2 separate regions of the Zea mays genome follow, and region 2 is linked to region 1. The links are chromatin contacts, called in public Hi-C maps. All regions are on one chromosome and are shown on one strand. Each heading gives the region's core, a stretch centred on a gene start, on an enhancer-like site or on the middle of the called end of the contact. The rest is flanking DNA. Distances are from core to core; before and after follow the strand shown. Region 1 holds the start of LOC103638018 (putative receptor protein kinase ZmPK1). Region 2 holds the start of LOC100193167.

What was found. A called contact is a pair of places that touch in the nucleus more often than the background predicts.
Region 2: a Hi-C map of leaf shows a contact between it and region 1, with 6 times the contacts expected there. The contact joins the promoter of LOC100193167 here to the promoter of LOC103638018 in region 1. A contact is called at or near these places in 16 of 25 Hi-C or Micro-C datasets (bundle sheath, ear, endosperm and 5 more) and 2 of 3 datasets of contacts at active chromatin or transcription factors (leaf and seedling).

Annotation. Positions count from the first base shown.
Region 1 is chr9:17,960,673-17,964,804 of Zm-B73-REFERENCE-NAM-5.0, forward strand. It overlaps LOC103638018 (putative receptor protein kinase ZmPK1), which reads left to right and starts at 1,894. Exons shown (of 1, transcript NM_001354363.1): 1 at 1,894-4,132. The coding sequence starts at 2,048.
Region 2 is chr9:18,127,806-18,132,014 of Zm-B73-REFERENCE-NAM-5.0, forward strand. It overlaps LOC100193167, which reads right to left and starts at 2,088. Exons shown (of 7, transcript NM_001138322.1): 1 at 1,647-2,088; 2 at 1,487-1,552; 3 at 1,301-1,366; 4 at 97-405. The coding sequence starts at 1,991.

The DNA of each region.
Region 1 (4,132 bases), core at 644-3,143:
GGTAGACTGCCACGGTCCACCACCAACCCACTCTTGCTTTCAGTGCATCAATCATCGTCCATCGGGTGGTCCCCCAGTCGTGACTCGGGAGTCGGGAGGTGGTAGCGGCATGGGAAGGGAAACCGGTGCGCGCGGCATGACCGTCCTGTTCTCGGAGTCGGAGCAGCCTGCACATTTTGGTGAGGTTGAGTGAGCTAGAGCAAGAGATCCAGATGACGTGCCTTTTTTTTTTATTTTTTTTCGCGCGCGTAGTGCTTGCTTGGGGGCACGAACAGCCTGTAGAGAGAGGAGACGGACAAACGGAGGCCCTGCTGGATGGCTGCTGGCTGGCGGGTGCGCAGCACGACAAAGGCGCCACGCCCGTGTCCGTAACGTAAGCCAGGCTAACGTACTGGATGTCTGGATGCCACTCACTCACGCTATCTTCTTATCTATCTACACGCTTGCCTTGCTTGGTTGGACGGCAACAACACGGCCCAAGAGCGACACCTGGTACGGGCTGCCACTTTGCGGGCGGGGCCGGGCCGGGCCAGGCCGGGCCGATGCCGTGGAGGGCGGGTCGGTGCAGGACAGCAGCAGGCCTAGCTAGAGCTGCAGGCTGCAGCAAGCAAGCAAGCAACGGCGAGGCAGGCTGGGTTGATTTATTCGTACGAGTGACATGAGCAGTAGCAGATTCGCCAGCGTTCTACCAAGAAAGTCCGCGCTGACTTAATGCAGACTACTGAGAATGCCAAAGTCCTACTGACTATTTAAAGCGACTAGCTAGTCAACTGGAGAGAAGAGGAACCAACGACGACGACGACTCTCTTTATCTGATACCAATGTTTTCGCCATGGCCGTGGCTGTGGCTAAGTAGCCAAGGATGTACAATTGATGAAGAAAGTGATCCGGCCGGCAGCAGCACCAGCACCAAGTGGAAGGAGTGGCTAATGAGGACGGATGAGGCGCGATAGTGAATGCCTATCTCCTGCACTGCACTACCATGGATCCATAGATACAACATACCACTCGATCGGGGTAGCAAAAGGACCGCTGTATCTCAAACCATAGAACATGCTGTTAGATGAAGACTTTTACTTGAAAGGGCCTGTCATTCTTCAACTAACCAACTCCTTCCACTTTTACTCCGCTGAATGCCTATCTCCTGCACTAGCACTTTTACTCGATCGCGTGTAGACCTGTCATTCTTTGTCTAGACTTTGTCCAACTCAGGTACACAGACATACTACGTAGACAATGTCATACCTAGGAAGATTATGCAATATTCAATAGAAACAAGATTCCTGCCTTTGTTGTCTAATTGCTCGATGCAGAGAAGTTTATGCGGGGGAGTAACTGTCTGCAACATTGAAAGCAAAGGCTGAATTCAATACATCGGTCACTGAGGCATTGGTGAAGTCCCAATCCTGGCCATAGTAAAAGGTCACAACTGTAGACCTGCTCATTCTTTGTCTAGCCTTTGTCAATTCAAGGTACACATACTACGTAGTAGACGGTGTCATACCTAGGAAGATTAAGCAAGGTCCAATAAAAAAGATTCCGGTCTATGTTGGCTATTTGCTGAAGTTCATGTTCACGCATGAAGTAAACTGTCTGCAACATTAAATGCATCGTAACTTCTGAGATTGTGCCAAGAATCCTTCTGATTACAAAAGAATGTTTGCAAGGCTAAGAAACGAGAAACGACAGATATACTACGGCAATGTCACTGTATGGATTATGGAAGAACCGCAAAAACAAACATTTTGACAAATTCTGTATGGCGGCTACAGAATGGGTACTGAAGAATTTAGACTTTCAATAGAGAAACAAGTTTCAAAGACGTCCTGAACTGGGATCACATAGTCAACCGTCTGCTACATTCGGCCTTGCCGTCCCCTACAGAAAGTCAGAGATAGATGTCCCCATTCCCAGCTAACTGGTACTCACGTACACGCCACAGAAAGTCAAAGATTAGATGCCACCCAACCGCCAGGGCACTCTTGATCAACACATGCGCTATAAGTGACCCACCCATCTTTCCTCTGTGCATCTTTGCCAAGCAGCCATGGCCATGAGAGACCTCTGCATTCTCACCACACTTGTCTCTTTCCTTGTATCGTTATCCTCTGTTTCTGCTGCATACGACCACAGCTACCTTGCTAGAGGCTCCTCCATCTCCACCCAGGATGTAACCACCCCCATCCTAGTGTCGCCCAATGGTGCCTTCACCTGCGGCTTCTACAAGGTGGCCACCAACGCCTTCACCTTTTCTATCTGGTTCTCGTGGGCATCTGGCAAGACTGTCTCCTGGACGGCTAACCGTGATGCGCCACTCAATGGCAGGGGCTCCAGGCTCATCTTCCACAAGAAGGGGGCCTTGATCCTTGTGGACTATAATGGCATGGTCATATGGAGCACCAACACAACCGCGTCCGGCAGTGATCGTGCGATGCTTCTCGATAGCGGCAACCTTGTTGTCATGGATACAGATGGGCGTCACCTCTGGAGAAGCTTCGACTCACCAACTGATACACTTCTACCATGGCAGCCGATGACTAGAGATACTAGGTTGGTATCTGCTTCTGCTAGGGGTTTGCTCTATTCAGGTTTCTATGCCTTCTACTTCGCCACTAACAATATCCTAACTCTTATTTACAACGGTCCTGAGACTAGTAGCATATATTGGCCAGATCCATTCCACATGCCATGGGATAATGGTAGGACTACCTATAATAGTACCAGGTATGGGGTTCTTGACCAGACAGGACGGTTTGTGGCAAGTGACCAGCTTAAGTTTGAAGCTTCTGATCTTGGTGATGAGACGATGAGGAGATTGACCCTAGACTATGACGGTAACCTTAGGTTGTATAGCCTAAACATGACCAGTGGCAATTGGTCAGTCTCTTGGATGGCATTCCCTCAACTGTGCAAAATACATGGACTGTGTGGAGCAAACAGCCTGTGCAGATACAGACCAGAGCTAGAGTCATGTTCTTGCCTTGAAGGATTTGAGATGGTTGAACCAAGTGACTGGAGCAAAGGGTGCAGGCGCAAGACTAATACCACACCCTTTTCATTTAGGAAGCTTACCGGAACAGACTTATGGGGCTATGACTTAAACTATTCCAAACTGGTGCCATGGTTGATGTGCAGGAACATGTGCTTGAACGATACGGACTGCCAAGCTTTTGGTTACCGGAAGGGAACAGGCGAATGTTATCCAAAGGCCTTTCTTTTCAATGGCAGGGACTTCCCAGATCCTTACAATGATATCTATCTGAAAACTCAAGAGGCAGTATGGTCTTCACCAGAATTGGCTCCTGGATTAAGACATGCTTGCAAAGTTACTGAAAAGGAAGCATACCCCTTATCACAAATGTTCGTGGGTGCCAATTCCAGTTTCAAGTTTGGATACTTTCTATCTTCTGCATTGACATTGCTCGTTATTGAAGTGATCTTAATCATAGTTGGTAGTTGGATTGTTTACAAATGGGAGAGAAGACCAGAAATTATGGACGAAGGTTACATGATCATTTCCAGTCAGTTCCGAAGGTTCAGCTACAAGGAGTTACAGAGGGCAACCAAGAGTTTCCAAGAAGAGCTCGGAAGTGGCACATCAGGAGCAGTTTACAAGGGAGTCCTTGATGATGGAAGGGAGGTCGCAGTGAAGAAGCTAAGTGATATGATGCAAGGAGAACAAGAGTTCAGATCTGAGCTCAGCATCATTGGAAGAATATATCATATGAATCTGGTAAGAATTTGGGGGTTTTGTGCTGAGCAAACTCACAAGCTATTGGTTTCCGAGTTTGTTGAAAATGGTTCATTAGACAGATATCTGGTTGATTATCAGGACTTAACTTATGTGCTCCAATGGAGCCAAAGGTACAATATCGCACTTGGAGTGGCAAAAGGACTGGCATATCTCCATCATGAATGGATTGTGCACTGTGATGTCGAACCAGAGAACATACTGTTAGATAAAGAATTTGAACCAAAAATTGCAGATTTTGGATTGGTTAAATTACTAAGTCGAGGAACAGGAGCACAGATGCTGTCAAGGGTGCATGGGACTAGAGGGTACATTGCACCAGAGTGGGCTCTAAATCTTCCAATAACAGGGAAGGCTGATGTTTACAGCTATGGTGTAGTG
Region 2 (4,209 bases), core at 838-3,337, 170 kb after region 1:
CATGCTAATCCAGAGCGGGATTGGTGTAAACGAACAAAGCCTAAGGTGGTAAGGCTATGAATAAAGATTTATATCTACTCCCAATAAAATGATTACCTCAGAAGATTCAGGCATTCGAAATGGTCGAGGGTGGAACTGCGATGATTCCAAGTGAAAGGGAGCTTCTTGAATGGTTTTGTCTACATTTGGTAATACAAAAGACAGTGGTTGGTCTCGTGGAGGATTTAATGGATCAAATACTTGAAGTCCTGAACTTTGGTTTACTGGTGGCATCACTGCCCCAGAGCTTGACGCTGTAATGTTGCCCCCACCAACTGCAGCAAACATTTGTGATGCTTGTGCAGGCTCAATTGTGCCAGACAAATATGGAGGGTTCAAGTAAACACCATTTCTCATAGACAGCATCTATAACAAAATAATAGGTAAAAGTTACACTCTATAGTTGCAGTTCAGCAATTAACATTGTTCATTAAAATATAACTTAGAATAGTATGTAACTGACACGTGTACTATGGAAATGCATTCACTGAACATAGCAATATTTGGTTCCAAACTAGGCCCTCACTGTCAAAAACAGCATAGCATTTCTGTGAAGCAAGTAAATAGGCAGTATTTTTGGTTAACACTAACCACATACATAGTCAGCCTATCACTAGCCACTACATTCCAGAAATTCTTGTGTGTCTCCATTATTTAGCACCTCAGGCTACATGCAAATTGCAAACCATCTTTGCCACCACCTTTCCTGTTCATGTATCATAGCATATAAGGATTTGTGCATAACGTTGCACTTCTTACAGTTCACTAGCCATATCTTTATCTTGAGGTCACACACGTTGATGAGATTATGTTTTAAAACAAAGTATAAACCTTGACAAGTACTCAGTGCCCAAATTGCCATCCAACATATAAACAGGGACACCTGTCGGCGGGACATGCTTTTACTTAACAAAACAACATGCAAGCTTGGCATCGATCAATAGTTTAGCCACAGTGGTGTCTCGGCAAACCTAAATTTTAAACAAATGAAAATGGAAGGTATCGGCAAACTAATGAAGCTGTCTCTGTCTCTTCAAAAATAATAAAAACGAAGCACCCATCACAGGATCACACATAATGCGAAGGCCCTTGCTGGTTATAATAAGGCAAGTGGCCTCAACTCAAGAGTCATGCAAGTCTGTCGTCACGGATTTGATGAAGAATCATTATGGCCGGGTACTTTCTATTGTACCAATTCTACGTCAATGTTTTGTACCAGAAAGATGCATCGGCACCATGTGGACGTGTCCTATTTGCTCACCTGCACTTGGAGCTGCAGTTGCTTCAGATACTCAATGGCCTCGTCAAGCATGGATGCCTTGTCGGTCTGCACTCCCAAAAACCATCACAGCAGAAACACATTACGGTCAAGTCCAGGACTAACAACTGAACAACCTTTGCAAGCGAACGAGAGAGTGAGAAAGAGCTCTTGTCAGTTTCCACTCACCTTGTTGGAGTTGGGTATCAGGCTCTGCAGCGCTTTCATCTTCTCGTTGATCTTGCTCCTCCTCCTCTGCGCCAAAAAAACATAAAAACCCAAACAACGATCTTTACTCTTCAGCGCGGGGAGAAAGAACTCGGATTTCAAGAAATGACAACGGCACCACCTTCTCGGAGAGGTTGTGCACCTCGGCAGCGCGGCTCCGCTTGCCGCCGCCGCCGCCGGACCCCCCGCGCGTCCGCTCCGGCGGTGGCTCGGGCTCCGACCCGCCCGCGTCGCTGTCCCCGAGCCCGCCGGCGTCCTCCCCGTAGTCCACCTGCTGGCCGTGGCCCAGCGCTGCCGGGAACGCCGCCACCCCGCCGAACATCTGGCGCCGCACCTCATCCTCCTCCTCCAGCTGCCGCCGTTGCTGTTGAAGCTGCTGGTGCTGCAAGAGCGCCATCGCCTCCCGCCCGTGCCCCTGCACGGCCCCGCGGCCCCCGCCGAGACCACCGAGCCCCTGCTCGTTCATCTCGTCCGCGCCTCACCACACAGCCTCGCGGGAGGCGAGAGAGCTCCGGGCTCCGATGGGACTCGGGAGAGAAGGCGAAGGGGGGGACTAGGAGGCGAGGTGGGTTTGGGGTGGAGGCGCGGCCGCTCCCTTCTTTTTAGTGTTTGCGCCCATGCCGTGCTGCTGCGGCCTGCGGTGCTGCCGCTGAGCGGAGCCGAGCTAGGTGGGTGGCCGGTTGCTTGCCCGCGGCCGCGCACTCGCCCGCTTTGGGCTTGTTTTTTCCTGGACTTTTTACGGGGTTTTGGCGGTTTCCCCCGGGCGCGGCTGTGCTGCAGCGGACGGATTCCGCCCCGGCTCCTCGGTGTCAGCTAGCCAGCCAGCGCCTTGCGGTTCGTGCAGAGCGGGTGTGCATTTATGTTGCCTTTCAGTTGTGTGTGGGTTTGGGTTTCTCAGTTCAACGATCGGCGCTGCGGGTTTGGCCCCGTTTGTTTTAGTTTTTCTCTTTTCTGAGCCTGTCTTCACTGATTACCAAATATTTAGCTTTTCAGCTAGTTTTATATAAAATAAAAGTCATCCAAAATCTGAAATATGTAATCAGTCGAGTCCTCGCGATATTAGAAATCCGCCAGTTTCTATATCATAAAACCTATGGATCTTTTATCTTCAGCCGCATATAATCCCTACAATACTTAAATTCTTCTAACAACCAGATTTTTTAAAAAACTAATTGAAAAAATCTGAAATGAACAGGTGTGTGCGCTTGCCAATGGCAACACGACGGATTCGAGTCCAAACCTAAAACTCGAACGGAAATCCAAAACCACCCTAAATACTAAATTAGGTGATAATTCAAATTCAGAACAAAATTTGACGAGTCCTCAAAACCTAAATACTACCTTTGTTCGTAAATATATGTCGTTTAACGTTTGACTTTTTTAGTCTCGACTTTGACCACTTGTCTTGATTTTTAAAAAATCCAAAATAATTTATAGCTACATTTAAGGCTTATTATATACTAAACCAAGATGCAGTGAAAATCAATAAAATTTCTAGACTTTTTTAATAACACAATTGGTCAAAATTAAGACAAAAAAGTCAAATGTCATAGTAGTTATTTAAAACCTAAGATCCATCGCTGCGTGGCAATACCGGAAAACAATACAAACATTCTACGAGCACATATATGATATATATTCCATACTCACATATACACATAAAAGATACTCACATATACACATAAAAGGTGAAAAAAAAACATCAAGCAAATTCATGACTTAACTATTTCGAACCTTCACCGGACATCGGGACATCAATGGGTAAAAATTGTAAACCAAAATTGAAACCGATAAGTTTCTAATCCCAAACCCAAAAAACATTGGAGAAAAATCGAATCTAACCTGAACACGCTAAACCCAAAATCTACGGAGCTGCGATCTCACACTGTTATGTGGTGTTGATTTAGTTACGAGCGTGTTCTACTTTACTCACTCCGTCTCAAATTAAATTTATTTTACCTTATTATTGAAGTCATACAATAATTAATATATATGTTATATATATGTTATTTGCAATCGTCTATATGAATATGGACATGAAAATCTATAGCTAAAACAACGAAGATACTATAATATATAGTGCATCGTATTAAAAAAACTTCCTTTTATTATTAAAGATGTGTTTAGGATTCACGCTCTTATGATATAGAATTATTAAAGAACAAACTTTTTTCAATCTTACCAACCAAACATTTAGATGGAGATTGAATTTCGGAAACTCTTCAAAGTGCTCTTAGCGACTCTAAAAGACCCTCTATATTCTTTTTAATTAATGTGAATAGAGATATTTGTAAAAGCATACAATTTAACATCTTATTTAAATGATTGTCTAAATATAGACATCTTCTATTTTTGGTTTATCGCTAGTCAAAAATAGAAAACGAAAATGACTCTATAGTGCAAACAGTATATAGAAAAGTGGTTGAAGACTGAAAAGATATATAAAGTGGGTTTATACAAACGACTCTCAAACGATAACTTAAAGGATGAAATTTAGAAAGACCCCTAGTTTTGTTTTAGCCTTTTCAGGTTTTGGCCACCATAAAATAATGCAGACTGCCAAATGTCTAATTTTTTAGTCAGTTTTTATGAGAATCACTTTAACAGAAAACTGTTCAAAATCAACGTGAACATAGAATAGACCGAGTCGTTGAGATAGTAGAAAACCATCAATTCCACATCTT